Linked DNA regions of Zea mays: region 2 is linked to region 1. The links are chromatin contacts, called in public Hi-C maps. All regions are on one chromosome and are shown on one strand. Each heading gives the region's core, a stretch centred on a gene start, on an enhancer-like site or on the middle of the called end of the contact. The rest is flanking DNA. Distances are from core to core; before and after follow the strand shown. Region 1 holds the start of LOC100275484. Region 2 holds the start of LOC100274042.

Region 1 (5,063 bases), core at 2,274-4,773:
TGTGACAAGAATTTCTCCTTTGCTTGACGCATGTAGTCCTCGTATTGTTGTTGCTCATCGACCGTCAAACTTTCAACAGTCGGCTTCAGGATATTGTTGGAGATATCGGTGTGATCTTTAGAACCGACCATTTGAGGGTCAGATTTTTAGTAGATCTAAACACCTGTCTCCAGCGGAGTCGCCAAAAAGTGTGTTGGCGTCAATCCGAACGTCAAACACTAGAAAGGACCGCCTGGCGGTGCTCTCTGCGGAGGTGCGGACGGTCCGCGACCTGGCGCAGGAGCGACTCCTTCTCTGCGTATGTCCGGAACGGTCCGCGCCTGGGGCTTGGACGGTCCGCAATGGCACAAAGGGTCTTCTTCGCAGCAGACCTAGATCTCGCCTCCCGGGAGGGACCCCGTCAGGGAGGAGAGATCGTAAGGTGTATCTTCACATCGGTAGACCACCCAAGATGCCTCTAGTCGACATAGAGCCGAAAAGAGGTGAAGATTTGAGGTAGAGTGAGGCTAAACTAGAACTACTCCTAATACATAAGGTAAAAGCGAGAAGTAGACTTGATTTGATCGATTTTGGGATGCTCAATCGGTTGGAGCCCTTCATCTATATAAAGGGGAGGACCCGTTACAAGTCGTTTCCCTAGCTAATTCTGTTGTTTTAGCTAATAAATCCCGCGAGAAACTCGAAACCCTAATTGATTATGTCCGCGAGGACATTTTTGTGCTCAACAGAGTGGATTAAATCAGATTTTAAACTTCGATTAAAGACTTGAACATTTGAAATAACTTCGACAACTCAGCGTGTATACAAATTTTGTGGCACCAAAGTCCAAATCGTTATACAAATTTGAGTTGCCAGCGGATCGGAGGTGCACAATTCACTTGTGAGCAACAATTTACCTTCGCGCGCAATGAGCCACAACCACAATAATTCTGTTTGGCTGTGTTGCCCAGATTCGAATTCAGAACCTCTAGCACCACCAATAACATATTGTGTCGCATTAACAGACAAGTTTAACCAAAAAAGATTAACATCGTAAGGGGATGGCCAAAGCTTTATTTTTTACTATTTGCATTCAACACGTGGCATCCATTTGCATCACGGACAGGGACCGCACCATAAAAAAGCACGGACCGACAGCGATGACCTGTAAAAGCCCCCAACAGTTACGTAAGAAGCAGGGAAGAAGAACAGACGTACGAAACTGGTGCTTTACTCTATCTAAATCTAATGTTTGGTGTATTTTTTACCAATACCATACTTCATATTGTATGTAATACTTTTGGATATTGAAATATGATACTGGGAATAGCTTCTCCTGATACTTAAGCTTTTATGTCTTTTGGAGGCGATGTTGGTTTGGCTGTGAACTTTAAAACCGTCTTTCCTTCGGTCACCTTGTGTATTTCTATTTGGATGAATGGAAATAGCGCAATGTCTTCGTGTAAAAAAAACAATGGTAGTAACATAACAGTGAGACATTTAAAAAACAGAGAACTCAAGCACTTTTCAATAGACTTTGGATAGCATTTGCCGAACTCGTCAAAAATACCGTAAAGCTCTAGTAATACAGCCATTATTGGCTAGCATGCCGCTGATCTCTACTATGCTCCAACCTTCTTCCTCAGCTCATCAAGAATGGACGGGAACTGCTGCGACAGCTGAGCAAAACCATCCGTTAACACAGCCTTCGTCTTGAAGCCCTTCCCCTCCCCGAAGAACCCAATGCACTTCCTTTTCAGCTGTGGGCAGTTATATATTTCGGCACAGATCAACGTAGCAGAAACTGTATCCACCGAGACATTATTCCACAGCTTGCTCGCGCACAGGATCTTCAAGCGATCCAACTGGAACCGGTCAGCAGCAGCGAGCAGGTCCTGAAACGCCTCGCTGGGGGCTTCTTCAGGACACGCATCGGTGTACACGAAGCGGAGCATGGCCTTGAACGTCGCTGCCGTGATGCCATGCAAGGTGATGGACGACATGGTGGCTTCCGCCATGGAGCCGAAGAACTGCGCCTTGAAGACCGGCGAGCGGGCGGCAAGCACGGCCCGGTGAGCAGCGAACCTCTCGCCGCCGACAACGAACGAAACGTCGGAACCGTCCGTGGAGCCCAGCAGGAGGCCGCCGAGATGGATCCCGAGGTTGGAGGGCGGCACGTCGAGAGGGTCCTCCTGCAAAACTTTGACGGCTCCCACGATGACGAACGAGCCAGAATTCGTCACGTAGAACGACTGTAGGACGCTTCGCTCCACGAAGCAAGGCCAACCATGGATGTGCCTGCCGCCGGCCTTGGGTGAGAAAACGTGCACCAGCTTTTTCTTATGGGCCAAAGATGGAGTGCCTTCTTTGTACATTACAAAGGCCTCGAAGACAGCTTTGACGTCTTTGGATTCGCTCTCATGACAGAGGTATATAGATAGGTACTCAACGTTGCTCTCTTTCATACCTCCGATCCTACGCGGGAAGCAGATGATCCTCCAGAGGTGCCCACCGGCGAGGATTTGCTCCGACCTGACTGAGTGCTCGACGGCGACCTTCTCCGTCTCCACATAGTTGATCTTGAATTTATGTGTGAAACAGGAACTGATGAGCACGCTGTCACTCATGTCTACAGTAGCTGGATGCTGGGGCAGGAGGCCGGCCATAGATACAACAGTAGATATAAATAGAGACGCCTAGCACGTAACTATGGTCATTTGAGAATCGGGTGTGGCGCCTACGGGACTGAGTCCGACGCCTGGAGCTCCGAGCAGCCAAGAACGATGATCCAAGTAGTGGAGATGGACCGTCTCCGCAACAAAACAAGGAATTGGAAGGGACGAGAGACCTACAAGGAGTAATATTGTTTGCGTTGCTTACTTTAGTGCGGTTAATTTGGTGAGATAGCAGCTGTAATGTGTACAGTTCCTCGCTCAGCGTAGTTTTATGGGCACTTATATTTTTCAAGTTTAATTGTAATTTTCCCTTCATTTAGAGACAGTTTAGGGGCAAGAGAATTGGAAGGGACAAGAGACCTAGAATCCACTTTATATTTAATATTAAATACAAAGATATTTTAACTCTCTCAATCCCTTCTAATTTTCTTGTTTCCAAACTAGACCTGAACGTTGTGACTTTTTCCCGGTCTTTCAAAACGATTGGAAAGTTTGCCCATGTTCCGCTCAGAGGAGTTAAACCATGTCAGTTTAGCTAAAATTAAGCTTTTTATATGAATTTGCCCCTATGTTTGTGAGTATAATGTGTTATTCTAAACTCTGTTGAAATCAAATATTTGGATAATATTTTGAAAGAATTTTTACAACAAAATTTGTGAATATCAAAAATCCAACCAAATTTTAACATGTTGCGCATACTTAAGTACCATTTGCAGAAGTTGGAAGGGTTAGGAATTAGGATAAGGCGTTACCGTACTTGGATTGTCTTTTAAAATTACTGAAAAATTCTTTTTGAGGCCAGGTCTCCTTTCAGCTTGTAAACTCGAAGCTGGCCATCTCGGGAAGCCCAGCCCACCAGAAGATAACAAAAAAAACTGCCATGACAGCCCAGTCCATCCAACGCAACGCAGCTGTGGCCTGTGTCTGTCTGCGCCGTCTGTCTGCGCCGCGCCTCGCCTTCCTCTCCCGCCGCCGTCGTGGTCGTGGACGCCATGGGCCGAGGCCGCAACCGCAAGCCCCGCAACTTCGCCACGTTCCGCCTCTGCCCGCGCCCCGGGGCTGCCGATGCCTCCGAACGCGTCTTCGTACGCGTCGACGACAACCCCTACTCCGTCCCCGGGTTCGCAGACGATGATGGTCTCTCGTCCTCCACCGCCGTCAGGGGAGACGGCGGCGAGCCCGACCCGTCCTCCTCCACCTCGACCGACGAGGGCGGGTCCCCCCTGCCCGAGCACGTCCGCCGAGAGATCATGGAGCTCGGCCTCCCCGACGACGGCTACGACTACCTCGCCCACCTCCGCGAGCTCCGCCCCTCCCTCTCCTCCACCGGCGGCGGGGGTTCTTCGGCCGTATTCCTCCCCAGCCGCCGCCTCGCACGCTCCGGCCTTCCCGTGGACGTGAAGGTCCATCCGTATCTGCTTCCATCAGCATCCCGCGCTGTTTCGTGTGCCTTCCGAGGTGCCTAACTCGTTCGCGCGTCGTGCAGGCGTACGACTTCACTAGTACCCCGCTTGGTTCCGGGGAGGTTGCGGTGGTCGCGGCTAGTCGGGCTGAGGAGGCTATTGACCTGGATGTCACCAGGCTGCTTGACGGGAGCGATTCGACGGCCGTTGAGTCGGGGGATGAGGATTTGGAGGAGGACTTTGTTATCCTTGCGAATGAGCCAGATGAGAAGCAGGAGAGCGAGGAAGAGAATGTTGCTGGAAGCAAGGAGAAAGCTCTGCAGCTGCCTGGCGATCAGTTTGTTTCGGTGAGCTCAGCGTCTGCTTCATGATCATACTGTCTGCGAAGAAAGAGCTGTTGATCTACCTGCAATGAGTCACTCTACTAGCTCTGCTCACTGCAGATATCAAATAGCACGTTTGCTGTTTAACCTCTGAATTTCCTCATGTCAACACTTCAGTGACTAAGCTTCCATCACTAATCTAACATGGATGTGAGATTCTTGCATTCTAACTTTTTGGGTTTGCTTGTGAGCATTCACGTGCGCAGATTTGACATTATTTCTACTTGTGATTCAAATTCCATACGGAATACATTGATCTGTTGACCTTTTATTCACCTGCAAACCAGTGTTCAAGGTTTTGACTTGTGTGTGATATGCAATTCACAGCTTGCTTTCGAAGAATATGCGGACAGTGGAGTTGGTTGTTGTGTTCAAGATGCAAAGCATGAACTGTCCCAGGAGGTTACAGATAAACTGAAACCGCCTCACAGCGAAACCTTCGATGCTGATAAAAGATGCAGGGCACCCACACCACAATATGTTGCTCACCGGATACTAGAGTCAAACGAGCAAATTGATGCGTCTTCTAATGCCATCTCCGAACATGTTCAGTACGCTGAAACATATGAAGTCAGCGAAGAAGAACAAGCGATTCTTGCTCCAGAAAGTAGCAAGGGGTCTGC
Region 2 (4,932 bases), core at 788-3,287, 150 kb before region 1:
TGGCGACATGAGACAGAATTTCACTAACCGCATCAGAGCCATCACCAGTGAAAGATCCACCATCACAGTACCGGACCTTCACTCTATTCCAGTTGTAGAAATCTAAGAGAAAATATAATAACAATCACACAACCACAGATGATAACTAATAATCAACAGATTTTTTTAGTGTGAACAAAATCACAGTAGAAATCTAAAAACAAAAAGAACCACGAGGCAGGTTTGCTAAGAACAATACCGGGATTCTCTTCAGGTTTGTTACTCAATATCCCTGTAAACTGGAGTTGCCTCTCCATGTGATTTGATGATCCACGACGACTGCCCTTGCGGAACACACAGCTGCTGCGATCATTGCACCAGCCTCCACCCTGAATACAATTTCAGTTACAAGGAGATGTTAGGGCATGTACAGTGGTGATTAATATAGAGGCTCTTGAGATGTTTAAAGGGGTTATTTGCAAAAAAAAATCGTGGAGCCGTCTCCGTGAAGAGACTCATCTAACTCGTAACCCAAGTAGCAACAGACGACTCACCTTCCACTGTATGAATTTGTCGTCTGTTCTATTGATCCGATGTTGTACAAGCGCATTTAGTTCTGTATTTATTAATAGACTACATTTATTGTATAATAGAGTCTCTTAGTTGTCTCTTGTGCTTGGAGAACCGTTTTGGTGTCTCTTCACTATACATGCCCTAACCCTAACTGGCATAGTGCAACATACGAAGTGCCATTTTCATAAGTTTATCTGTGACCCCACGCCTATGCGAAATATGTGGTGTTCCTCACCTCGAGATTGACGAGCCAACTGTTTGCTCCTGATCCAAACCCTCTGTGGAGGTGGTAACCTGGTAAGCTTCCATCCAAGCACACTGTAATGGTTATCACAAGAAGTAAGCATCAACCATTACCAGCACTGCCCTGCTACAAGCTAGACTAAAATTTCCAGCACTGGAATTCTGACCAGAATTGAGCTGAACTACTTCAAGCGTATAAAGTTCTGGTACATCGACTTGCTGGGGAATCTAGCTATTACTTTAAAAATTCTAATGAAATTGATACCCGACACTTTGATTAACAAAGGTGTGCATAGATCTTTCAAATTCTGATTTAGTAAATTCACACGAAAAGTATATCTGAAATAGATCAAGAAAAGGAAAGCGAACGCCACCTTACAGCAAGTTCAAATCTGGAGCAATACAAGCAAATAAACGAATTGTTTGGTATTTGCAATAGTCAGTTGGCAATCACCTAGAGTCCTAGACACATGCTAGAAACCACATGCAATTGATAGTTTTGAGTTCCTTTTGCCCCAATCAGGTAACAATAATTCATCATGAAAGATAAAAAAGAAAACAATAGTTCATCATGACAACCACCAACGGTGGCAGTGGCATGGCTAGATCCACACCCATACATTTGTCAGGATCAGGATCAGTGCTAGGACCAAACAGATGGCGAAACGGAAGAGGGAGAGAGAGAAACGAAACGGGAAATCACAATCCAATCTATTATATAGATGCGCTGACCAACCAAGGTCAACACTGTCGGAACATGCTTCACAGTTCACACAACTCAATGACCCAATCAAAGAACACACTCTCGAGTCTCGACCCAGTGACTGAACCCAAGAACTCGCGTGGGCGTGGCTGCTGATAAAAAAAAACTAGTCTTCGCAACAAAATATATACAGATTAAATAATGGCACAATCCCGCTGCAGGAGCTGGAACCAGAGGAATTACCCGCTCCCTTGGCCGCCGCCGACTGGATGAGCGTGAGGCCGACGAAGACGCCGTTGCCGCCACCGGAGTTGGCGGTGGTGGCGTACACCTGTGTCTCGTTCCACCACGGCTCTGAGCCACGCGCCAGGCTTGCGCCTGCCGACAGCGCAAGAACCAGGGCAAGAACCCAGGAGGAGGCCATGGCTCAATCTGGCTCCCCCTCGCCCCTCCACGGCGTCCCCGCTCAACCTGTTCGCGGATGAGCAGTGAGCACGGGGAGGAGTGGATCTAGAACCACAAGGGAGAGGATGGGGGAGGAGAAGGGAGGCGAGCGCAGAAGCGGCCAAGGAAGGAAGAAACTTTATACGCAGCAGAGGCAAGCGCACTGCGCAGCTGGCTGGCAATGGAGGTTTCTGTAGTGTACAGTGCTAGTGCTAGCTGCGACGTGTAACGCATAACGCGGCGTGCCGTTGCCTGGTGTTGGTGCAATGGTGCGGCGTTACAGGTGCGTGAAGTAAAGTATCTCCCGGAATGAAATGGGAGAAGCGGAGAAGCCGGTCGGTGGAAACGGAATTACTGGGAGGCGGTGGACGGTGGTGGAGGTGGAGATAGGAGGAGGAGAAAGAAAGTGAAAAATGGCATGGGAAAACCGTGATTGCGGTGCATACTTGCATTATTCACCGCTTTTGGTGAAGGGGGAATCAAAACGATCTCGGCGGCCCGCCATTGGCCCATTGCATTGCACTTCAGCTGTGTGTGCTCTGGCTGCTGCAGGGTGTGCCGTTGTGGTTGGTGTCTCCTGTCGGGCTTCATTTGTGATGGGAGGTGCAGCAGCTTTTTATTGGGAGGTGTACCGCAATTGCCCTAGCCGCATAGCTTTCCTTGGAGGAATCCTAACGGCAATTGTAATTCGTAATGGTACCAAGTTCAGCTCGCTATAAATAGTTTATGGACATGTTTGAATCCCTTAACTAAAATAAAGCCCGTTTGGTTTGAGGGTCCCTAAATTACCAAATGGTAGGACTAAAACAGGAACTAAATTATTTTAGTCTATAGTCTTTTAAAGGGTGACTAAAATGGACTAAATCATATAAATTCCACATTTTGCCCCTCATTTATTTCAGTTACACTAATAACGAAAGAATGCTAAGGAATATTTTAGTTCTCTTATGACTATTAATGTATTTGAATACTTTTAGTCTCTATAATCAAATAGGTAGGGACTAAACTTTAGTATCCTAACTAAACTTTAGTTCCTGGACTAAAGTAACCAAACATGCCCTAAACTAATTAAACTTTAGTCAGTTTAGGAGCTAAATTTCCAAACACAATGAACTAAAAGTGACTAAAATGTTTTACCTCCTTTATCCCTAAAGAGGAGCTAAAACTGACTAAAACCTCTACTCTCTCTCTCTCTCGTGTGCTAATTGTCTTTTTAGACAAGATTCAAATCAAACTTATATAATTTTGACTACAAATAATTATTTTGTTATTTAGTTTAGAAACCTAATATTTATATGCACCGATTTATCATAAAAGGTACTATTATAAAAGTATAAATGTATTAAGAGTTTATTTGTATTTTAATAAAAAAATATTGGTCAAAGTTATATTTTAGAGATCATGCTATTATCTTAAAGGATAACTAATAAGAAAGCGAAGGAAGTTCTTTATAGCTGATACCCTTGGTCCCCCACCCCACTTGCAGCCCTCACCCGGCTCTCGTTCACTTCGGTTGCTGCGTCCATCACCTATTGGTGGGAGCGGAGTATGTTTGGACGACGAAGGGGCATATATGTCTTTGTGAACAACATTAGTCTCACTAATGATTGTTTTAGTCACTTGCTCCAAATAGATGGTGGCTAAATTTTAGTCACTCATTTTAGGTCATGTTTGGGAGGGCTTCACTTTAAGTATTACAACTTTGGTTTTCACATGAAATAGCTTCAACAAATTGGTAATGTGTGGTTCAAAAGTGTTTGACTTGCACATAGACTATCGCTTCTATAATACAATTAATTTGTGTGATTTTTCTTAATTACCCTTGATGATTAACGGGTGTAGAAAGAGACATAGATTAGTAGGTCATGTAAGCAATGGCATGGTGGGTAATTTTTGTGCAACTTCATGAGGAGGTATAAAAACAGTGTTTTTGAAGCATCCTTGAAGAGCTTCAAAATTTTCATGAAACTGGCCTCAGTTTTTTTTTGAAATTAGAGCTTGTGGAGCCGAACCTGTTTGGATAAAAGAAGCTAAAATTGACTTGAAATTCTTGAAGTGAAGCTCTAACAAACAAGGTCTTAGTCACTTTGGTTTAGCCTCATGGATCCAAACAGACCCTATGTCAACATTTATCATATGTAGCAAGGAATTACATGAAGAGAAAGTGATGTCATCTATGAATCTGGAGTAAGTTTACACGCAGAAAACAAGGTGGTATAGAGAGTGCATGCAAGTATTAAAATAGGTATATGTATCTATATAGATACATTGTTGCAAAGATTCACTATAGTGTAGTATGTAGATGGCATGTATGTTGTCATAGAGAGCACGCTATATCTACACCATTACGGCTGCCCTAAGGACATGTACAACCTAGATACTATATTATGGTTCTCCAAACACTAAATACACCTAAGAAACTCATTCATATAACTTAATGTATATAAACCTTATTATCTTATTCACTAGAAAACTTCAATATACATCTTATTTATATGGGTTGTATGAATGGAATTGTATAATAAATATAGAGAACCGTGCTAGAGATTTTCCTTCACCAAGATACATCTTTGACGTTTTTTGCACTTATCCTCTAAGATACCCCTTAAGATCAGCGGAGGACGTCAGAAAATCTAAGTGTTGCTAATGCAACGATGAATAAAAAATTACGACAAAGTTTAAAGCAAATTATAGCTACAAAAAAGTAATAGATGTCGAAAAATACCTTATTTAATAGTCATCTTGATTATAACAAGCTTAAGGGGTAAATTGAAGTAAAACCAAATGCCATATAACGAATAAAATCTGGAAAAAAGGAAAAAATGAGTTATCGATGGCAAATTGAAGTAAAAATTGTTTAATAAGTGAAATAAGAATATACCTCTAGTTGAGTCTAGTTCTAGGAGATCTAGGCAATTGCATTTGTCTAGTTTTCTTATTTTGAAATGCCTTCTTGATTTTCTGAAGGTCGAGTCCTTCAAAAAATCTCT

The links. Hi-C and Micro-C count contacts between places; a contact is called where the count stands out from the background.
Region 2: a Hi-C map of leaf shows a contact between it and region 1, with 5 times the contacts expected there. The contact joins the promoter of LOC100274042 here to the promoter of LOC100275484 in region 1. A contact is called at or near these places in 3 of 25 Hi-C or Micro-C datasets (all in leaf).

The regions. Positions count from the first base shown.
Region 1 is chr7:177,155,458-177,160,520 of Zm-B73-REFERENCE-NAM-5.0, reverse strand. It overlaps LOC100275484, which reads left to right and starts at 3,523. Exons shown (of 4, transcript NM_001149547.2): 1 at 3,523-4,057; 2 at 4,141-4,404; 3 at 4,768-5,063. The coding sequence starts at 3,647. LOC103634409 (BTB/POZ and MATH domain-containing protein 1) reads right to left here and starts at 2,645. Exons shown (of 1, transcript XM_008655935.3): 1 at 1,545-2,645. The coding sequence starts at 2,645. The coding sequence ends at 1,602.
Region 2 is chr7:177,303,440-177,308,371 of Zm-B73-REFERENCE-NAM-5.0, reverse strand. It overlaps LOC100274042, which reads right to left and starts at 2,037. Exons shown (of 12, transcript NM_001148423.1): 1 at 1,742-2,037; 2 at 788-870; 3 at 239-368; 4 at 29-102. The coding sequence starts at 1,922.